2 separate regions of the Sus scrofa genome follow, and region 1 is linked to region 2. Evidence: chromatin contacts called from public Hi-C data. All regions are on one chromosome and are shown on one strand. The core of a region is the stretch at or near the end of the contact, and the rest is flanking DNA. Distances in the headings are between cores, read along the strand shown. Region 1 holds the start of KIAA0907 (UPF0469 protein KIAA0907 homolog). Region 2 holds the start of SLC25A44 (solute carrier family 25 member 44).

The links. A called contact is a pair of places that touch in the nucleus more often than the background predicts.
Region 1: a Hi-C map of liver shows a contact between it and region 2, with 12 times the contacts expected there. The contact joins the promoter of KIAA0907 here to the promoter of SLC25A44 in region 2. A contact is called at or near these places in 1 of 5 promoter capture datasets (liver) and 2 of 47 Hi-C or Micro-C datasets (liver and skeletal muscle).

The regions. Positions count from the first base shown.
Region 1 is chr4:94,096,763-94,100,913 of Sscrofa11.1, reverse strand. KIAA0907 (UPF0469 protein KIAA0907 homolog) reads right to left here and starts at 2,703. Exons shown (of 15, transcript XM_001928648.6): 1 at 2,572-2,703; 2 at 1,853-2,069. The coding sequence starts at 2,609.
Region 2 is chr4:93,855,708-93,859,894 of Sscrofa11.1, reverse strand. It overlaps SLC25A44 (solute carrier family 25 member 44), which reads left to right and starts at 2,742. Exons shown (of 4, transcript XM_001928054.5): 1 at 2,742-2,908.

The sequences.
Region 1 (4,151 bases), core at 1,454-3,953, 240 kb before region 2:
TCATTCTTTCTCCCCCTCCAGCTTTATTAAGGTATAATTGACACCAGCTTTACTAAGGTATAATTGACAAATAAAAATTGTACCTTTTTTTTGAACCTGTGGCATGTGGAAGTTCCTGGGCCAGGGATCGAACCTGTGCCACAGCTATAACCAGAGCCACAGCAGTGACAACACTGGATCCTTAACTCACTGAGCTGTGAGGGAACTCCTAAAAATTGTACATATTTAATGTGCACAACTTGATGTTCCGATATTTGTGCATCATTGTATTGTAAATAATCACCACAAACACACTAATTAACATATTCAACACCTCACATGAATTGCATTTTCAAACACAAAACTCATCTCTTCCCAGGTACCATGGAAGGCAATTTTTTTTTTTGTCTTTTTAGGGCCAAACCCACAGCATGTGGAGGTTCCCAGGCTAGTGGTCAAATCAGATGGAGCTGTAGCCAGTGGCCTACACCACAGCTATAGCAACACAGGATCCAAGCCGTGGCTGCAACCTACACCACAGCTCATGGCAACACCAGATCATTAACCCAGCAAGTCCACGCATCAAACCTGAGTCCTCATGGATGCTAGTCGGGTTCGTCAACCATGACGGGAACTTCGGCAACTTTTAATTTAAGCCAAAAGAATCCTTTTCAAACAATGACTATACTGGAATGAGCTACCTGGGAACACAATAAATTCTCTGAGAACTCTAGAGGCTTTCAAGCAACTGTCCAACATAACTCTGAAGCCAGACATCTGTGTCTACCATTTACAGATCTAGAACTAGTTACTTTCCATTCATGAACCTAATTTTCCTAATCTATAAACTGGTAACAATATCCCATTCCATAAAATTGCTATAACAATTTTTTTTAAAGAACAAAGCATGTCTTCTAACAATGCAAACAGACCTATACCCATTATCCTATAGAAAGATTCTATGGCAAGGTAAATTAAATGCTTCAAAGTTCAGACCCATATTAGTTGTAAGATTCTAATTATAATAGGGAGTATATAACCTAGGTATTCTGATTTCCTCAATTTGCATTAAAACAGCAAAAGACATATATATATATATATAAATTACTCATTTTAGTTCATGTCCAACAGCACTTTAATTAGGCAGTCATTAGAAATGTGAATCTACAGATTTTTTTTTTTTTTTTTGGCCGCACCTGAGGCATATGAAAGTTTCTGAGCCAGGGATCTAATCTGCACCACAGCGGTGACCCAAGCCACTGCAGTGACAATGCTGAATCCTTAACCAGCTGCACCACAGGAGTACTCCTAAATCTATAGATTTAATTAGAGATATTTTAAAGCTCACCACGATTTATCTGATTTTCTCTTTTGACTTCAGGGGAAATGCACATGTATCAAAAAACCTATTACATCACTGCTTTAAATGATCATGTAGACAGAACTAGGGCTGAACTAAGGGAACACAGACAAAACAAGTTATTTGGTCCATAAATGTAACTTAGCCCAAGCAAAATTGCCTCCTAGGAGTTCCCATCCTGGCTCAGCAGAAACGAATCTAACATCCATGAGGATGCAGGTTAGATCCCTGGCCTTGCTCAGTGGGTTAAGAATCTGGTGTTGCCGTGAGCTGTAGTGTAGGTTGCAGACAGGGGGCTCAGATCTGGTGTGGCTGTGGCATAGCAGCTGCAGCTCTGATTTGACCCCTGGCCTGGTAACCTCCATATGCCGCTCCTGCAGCTCTAAAAAGAAAAAAAAAAAAAAAAACTAAATTACTGTACCCCCACCCCCGAGAGTGTCTCCTTAAGACAAATGATTGTGAGATTACAAGATTACAAACTGCAATCAGCAGAATCCCCTCAACTTCAAATACCTTCTCAGCAGCATTCTGAGTTGGTTTAAGCTTTCCTTTGGCCATAAGCATGGCATTGATCTTAGCAGCCACAGCAGCAGCAGCGTCCAAGGCTCCAGAGGGAGCAGCTGTGGAGCCCCCAGGGCTTCCCCCACTGCTGGTAACCTCCCCACCTGGGGCTGCTGGTGGCAGGAAGAGAAGGGGGGCTGGAGCTGGTTGGTCCCATTTGCTGCGGCGCCTACAGGAAGAGGAAAATATTAGGCCACAAAGTTTTTACTATTTTTCTCCCCTTACTACACCTTAGTACCCCATTTTCCCGCTATCAGGCTCCCTTTACACTTTCGAATCTACTATCAGAGCTAAAATTACCATCTCTCCTTAAACAGACAACCACTGCAATATTTCCCCAAATCCTCACTTCTTTCAACCCTTTTCCTGAATCTACTTCCTTTCTACTCCGTCATCCCTATTAAAAGATTCTGGTGTCCTACAACCCTTCGTTCTCACCTTCCCTTTTGGCTCGTCATTCCCAAAGTCCCTGCTTTTCTCCTTTCTCTGATCCCCGCTGGCCTTTTTCTGGGGCCCCAGGCCTGCTCACGATCCTTCGCCCCCAAAGTCCGGCCCTCAAATACATACACTTCCCACCCAAGCGCCCCTCTACCCAGACGCTGCTTCCCATGATCCCTCCGCCTCTCCTGGGCCTCATGCTCGCTGCGATGCCCTCGCCAGAAAAGCTTTACCCGCCAGCTCCAGGATGTGTCGCGCTCCCCGCGGACATGGCGACCGGCTCTGATCAACCACCCGCCAACTACCCCACTACCTCCTTCCCGTCACTTCCGCCCCCAACGCCCTTACGCACAGCCTCTTCCGGTCGTGAGGCAAAGCGGTTCCGGTATAAAAGTCTATTCCGATTGGACTCCTGTTGATGTCAAGGCTTCTGGCCTTATTTGAAACAGATGGGGTGTGGCCTTCCTGCTTGCGCTTTCCCTTGAGAAAGATGGCTGCTAAATCTCATATTAAGGAAGAATTGGGGCAAGAAGAATCCATCTTTCTTGTGGGCAAGTCGCTAGCCAAGAGTACAACACGCATGAGTAAGGAAAATTAAACAGGTTTCTCCCCAAATTCAGTCACATTCTTGTAGAGTCCCAGCCGCTGACCTGGGACAGCGCTTTCCCGCGGCTTTTGCAAACTTCAAGTTTCAGTTACCTGCTTAGGGAAAAGGAAAGGACTCATCCCAAAAATTATTTGAAGATTTTTTTCTTTTCATTTCTGCGCGCCTGTCCCTGTTTTAAGAGCAGGGGGTCCTGCCTTTCTGACACTTAGAATGTGGCGTGGTGGCCACGCCGGGTATTACATAGAATAGGTTATAATAAACAAAGGTGGAGAAGATAAATGCTCAACTTGGTGGAGCTAACACGCAAGTATTTGAAAGTCACAGAGCCCTTCCAGTGAGGGCTAAAGAAGTGACCCAGCCTAGGTTATGAAATGGGAACTCCAAGGAGTCTCTACATAGAATCAATAAAATACAATGCTATTCTTGCAAACAAGTTTATGTACTGACAGGATTAACAGAATACAAATTCATTTAAAATTCACATTTTTAGGCGTCCCCGTTGTGGCTCAGTAGGTTAAAAACCTGACTAGTATCCATGAGGATGCAGGTTGGATCCCTGGTCCTGCTCAGGGACTTAAGTTGCTGTGGCTGTGGTGTAGGGCAGCTGCAGCTCCTGTTTGACTTCTATCCTGGGAACTTCCATGTGCCACACCTGTGGCCCTAAAAAAAAAATTTAAAGCCACATTTATAGTGTTTTCCCTTCAGCATTTAATAAATAAATGTCCCATATAAACATCTATTTCTGCATTCTTTTCTATTGCATGAATCTATTTTTTCCTTTGCTATAGTGTTTTGTGTGCGTGTGTGAGCTTTATTTGGGCCACACCTGTAGCATATGGAAGTTCCCAGGTTAGGTGTCGAATTGGAGCTACAGCTGCCCACCTACATCACAGTGACAGCAACACCAAATCTTTAACCCTCTGAGTGAGGGAACATTTAACCCAGGGCTTGAACCCACATCCTCATGGGTACTAGTCAGGTTCATTATCACTGAGCCACAATGGGAACACCTGCTATAGTGCCTTTTTTTTTTAGTGTCTTTATTTCCTTTTTTCTTTTTCTTTTTTCTTTTTCTTTTTTCTTTTTTTCTTTTTTTTCAGTTGCACTAGCAGCATGTGGAAGTTCCTGGGCCAGGGATTGAACTTAGCCACAGCAGTGACAGGGCCTAATCCTTAACTATTAGGTTACTAGGGAACTCCTTTTTAT
Region 2 (4,187 bases), core at 1,493-3,992:
GATGCTAGTCGGGTTCATTAACTGCTGAACTACAACGGGAACTCCCTTCTGCAGTCTTTTTTTAAAAATTTATTTTTAGATTTTTTTTTACCATTTTTATTGAAATATGGTTAATTTTACCATATTGTGTTAGTTTCAGACGTACAACAGTGATTCAGTTGTGTATATGTGTATACATTTTTTTTTCAGATTCTTTTCCCATTATAGATTATTACAAGATATAGACTATAGTTCCCTGTGCTATACAATCCTTGTGGTTTATCTATTTTACGTATAACTGTGTGTATATGTTAATCCCAAACTCTTAATTTATTTTTCCCACACGCCCCAGATCATGCAGTCTCGATGCAGAATTTCTTCCCAGAGAAACCTCAGTGTTGCTCTAAAGGCCTTTCAAATGACTGAATAAAGCCCACCCACATTATTAAAGTATACTTTACCTAAAGTGGACTGATTGTAGATGTTAACCACACCTACAAAATACCTTCACAGCAACACCTATTAGTAGTAGCAAGGTACAAGAGCCTAGCCAGACTGATATAAAACTATCACACTAAGTTTGAAATGCCCACTAGATATTTTGAGGCTATTGTTAACACAAATCTGGAGTTCAGGAGAGATCGACCCTAGAGGTATCAAATTCTTTAATTGTAGTAAAATATACACAACATAAAATTTACTAACATTGAGGGAGTTCCTGTCATGGCTCAGTGGTTAATGAATCCGACTAGTATCTGTGAGGATGCACGTTTGATCCCTGGCCTCACTTAGTGGGTTAAGGATCTAGCATTGCCGTGAGCTGTGGTGTAGGTCACAGACATGGCCTGGATCCCACGTTGCTGTGGCTGTGGCACAGGCCAGCAACTACAGCTCCAATTTGACCCGTCGGCTGGTAACTTCCATGTGCCACGGGTGAGGCCTTAAAAAGACCAAAAAAAATTTACTATTAGTGACATTGTCATTCACAATGTTGTAAATCATCACCACTACCTAGTTCCAGAACACTTTAATCACTCCAAAAGGAAATTCTGCAGTCAGTCCCCATTCTTCCTCCTCCTAGTCCCTGGCAATCACTAATCGATCCACTTATCTGCTATCTAAATAGATTTGTCTATTCCGCATATTTCATCTAAATGAAATTACACAATATGTGACTGTTGTGTCTGGCTTATTTCACTTAGCATAACAGTTTCACAATTCATCCACACAGCAGTACATATCAATTTTTCATTCCTTTTTCATGGCTGAGTAATAGTCCATTGTATAGCTAGGTCACCATTTGTTTCTACTTTTTGGCTATCGTGAATAGTGCTGTTATGAATCTGTGTGTGTAAATATTGTTTATTTGTTTTTTGTTTTTCTTTTTTGGCGGTCCCTTGGCATATGGAGTTCCTGGGTCAGGGATCAGATCTGAGCCGCAGCTGTGACCTAGGCTACCAGCTGCAGCAACACTGGATCCTTAACTTGCTGGGGATCAAACACATGTCCCTGAGCTCCAGAGATGCCACTGATCCCATTGCAACACAGCAGGAACTCCTGTGTACAAGTTTTTGTTTGAACACCTGTTTTCAGCTCTTTTGGGTATATATTCAGAGTGAAAATGCTTGGTCATATAGCAATTTTGCTTAACATTGAGGAATGATCAAACTGGTTTCCACAGCAACTGCACCATTTTACATTCCCACCAGCAACGTCAGGGTTCCAGTTTCTCCACATCCCTGCTAACACTTGTCACTTTCTAGGTTCTCATTTGCTTGCTTGCTTGCTTTAATTTTAGCCATCCTAGTGGGTGTGCAGTGGGGATCTCATGGTTTTGATTTGTTTTTCCCTAATGACTAATGATGTTGAGCATCTTTTTATGTGCTTATTATCCATCTTCTTTGGAGAAACATCTATTAAAGTCCTTTGCACATTTACAAAAAAAAAAAAATTGGGTTGTCTGTCTTTTTGTTGTTGAGTTATAGAAATATCTATTTTGAAATGAATTGACTCTCCAAACCTAGCCTTCTCAGTCCCTCCTGTAAAGGGCTCTGCCTCTTTTTATTTTTTTTTCCTATTTATTATATATTTTTTCATTATAGTTGATATAAATGTTGTCCATTTCTGCTGTACAGCAAAGTGACTCAGATATATATATATTCTTTTCGTCAACTTATATCATGTTCTATCAAGGGTGACTGGATATAGTTTCCTGTGCCATACAGCTGGACCTCTTTGCTTATCCATTCTAAATGTAGTAGTTCGCATCTACTAACCCCAAACTCCCACCGCCTCTTCTTTTAAATCCATGTATTAACAAATAGTTATAAAGCAAGAAGAGATCACTCCATCTCCAGGATGTTCCCTATTCCTGTAGTTTTGAGTTCCCAAGTCTCCAAAATCTAAACTTAGTCCTTCCTGCTGCACATTGGCCTGTTTTGGTTCTGTAGATGAGAAAAGTTACACAAAAATTAGATGAGATTTTAACTTAAGGATTCCAGGAGACTTGAAACGCAAGGTGACCCGTTGGGAACAAGACCTTCAAGAAGTGGCCGCGACCCAATTTCCACGAATTCGAAAGAACACGCATGCGCTGTAGAAGAAGGGGCTAAAGAAGGCGTGGCCTCTGCCCAAATTCAAGATGGCTACCAGGACCTTCCGCCTTTGCTGCGGAGGCGGGGGGCGAGGCTAAAGACTCAGAACGTCATTGGTGCAGTTGCCCACCGTTCATCCCCGCCCCCTGCAGGGGGCGGGAGTGACAGTGTCCCAATTTCCGGTTCCGGCAGTACCGGGATCCCGGTCGAGATGGAGGAAGATGCGACCGGAGGCCGTCAGTTGCCGGGAACAGAGGATAGAGTGGGAGCTGCGGCCTAGAGGTCCGCTCTGGGAGTTTGCCTCAGACGCGGCAGAACCGCCCTGAACTGAGAAGGTACGAAATCACCGGCTTGAGGTGCCTAAGGACTAAGGTCTCCTAGTACCGAGACCTGTCAGGGAGGCAGCGGTTGCCTGCAGTGCACGGCAGCAATTTACTGGGAACCCGCCGCGCAGTTTTGGGAATGAGGGATGACTCCAGCGACGCATCTCTTCCTATCGGAGGAGCATGGGGTTCGCCGACAGCGAAAGAAGCATGGCCAGAGACATGGCTAGGGGCATGTCCAGGATCTAAAGGCGGCAGTTTCGGGGGTCAGGACAGAAGCTACTTAAAGGGGGTGTCATGTGCAGTAGGTGAAGAGGATTGTCGTGTGATGTCTGTCATGAGAGATCACGTGGGCACCTATGGAAGACCAAAGGAAGGTTGAGTGGGAATCTCCTCCTGTCCTGGGGGGAGATTACCTTGAAGGGAGGGGTTGGAGGCACGCCCAGAACCTTCCCTAAGGAAATGCATGTTCTTTAGGACAGGTGGGCGAGCATGTAAATATATTCACGTTCCTAAGGTAGATAGCTCTCAGGATGCAGAGCCTTGATGGAGATGCAGTAAGAAGAACAGAGGAACAGAAGGAGGAAGCAAAGATCTTGATCCCAGCACAGAAGTGGGAACCAGACCTCATAGGTGTCTTGTCAGGAGCTGTAGACAGATGATTTGATTTGGTGAATGTTGTTGACTGAAAAGAACTGAATGAGTCTATTAGTCAGCATTGGGCCCAGTCCTGGGGACAAGTCAGGATGGAATCAGAGGGCTCTTAATGTAGTCATAGTGGTCGTGGACTCCTAGAGTAGTTGTTATTGTTAGAATACTGACAATCCTTAATGTTTAAGGCAATACTTTTCCAAACTCTGATATACATATTGATCACCCAGAGATCTTGTGAAAATGGTTCTTATTCAGCAAGTCTACAGAGCATCCTGAAGTTCTGTATTTCTACAAGCTCCCAGGTGATGCCAGTGTTGCGGGTTTGTGCACCACTCTGAGTAGCAAGGATTTAGAGCACCACTGTCCAATAGAAATTTCTGCAATGATGGAAGTGCTTTGCTGTTAATAAAAATGGCTTTGCATATTTTAGCACATGTGAGTTGCACCACACTGTTATATAGCTGTGGCAGGCTTTATTAGCTCTATATCATAGATGAGGATATTGAATTTTAAAGAAGTGACTTAGTTCCAGTCCTACTAGTAAGTAATGGAAGTGGAGGAACTCCTGACCACTAATGTTCTTCTCATTGAATGACCTTGCCTTCCAGGTGACTCAGAACCTAGTGAATAGTCTGGT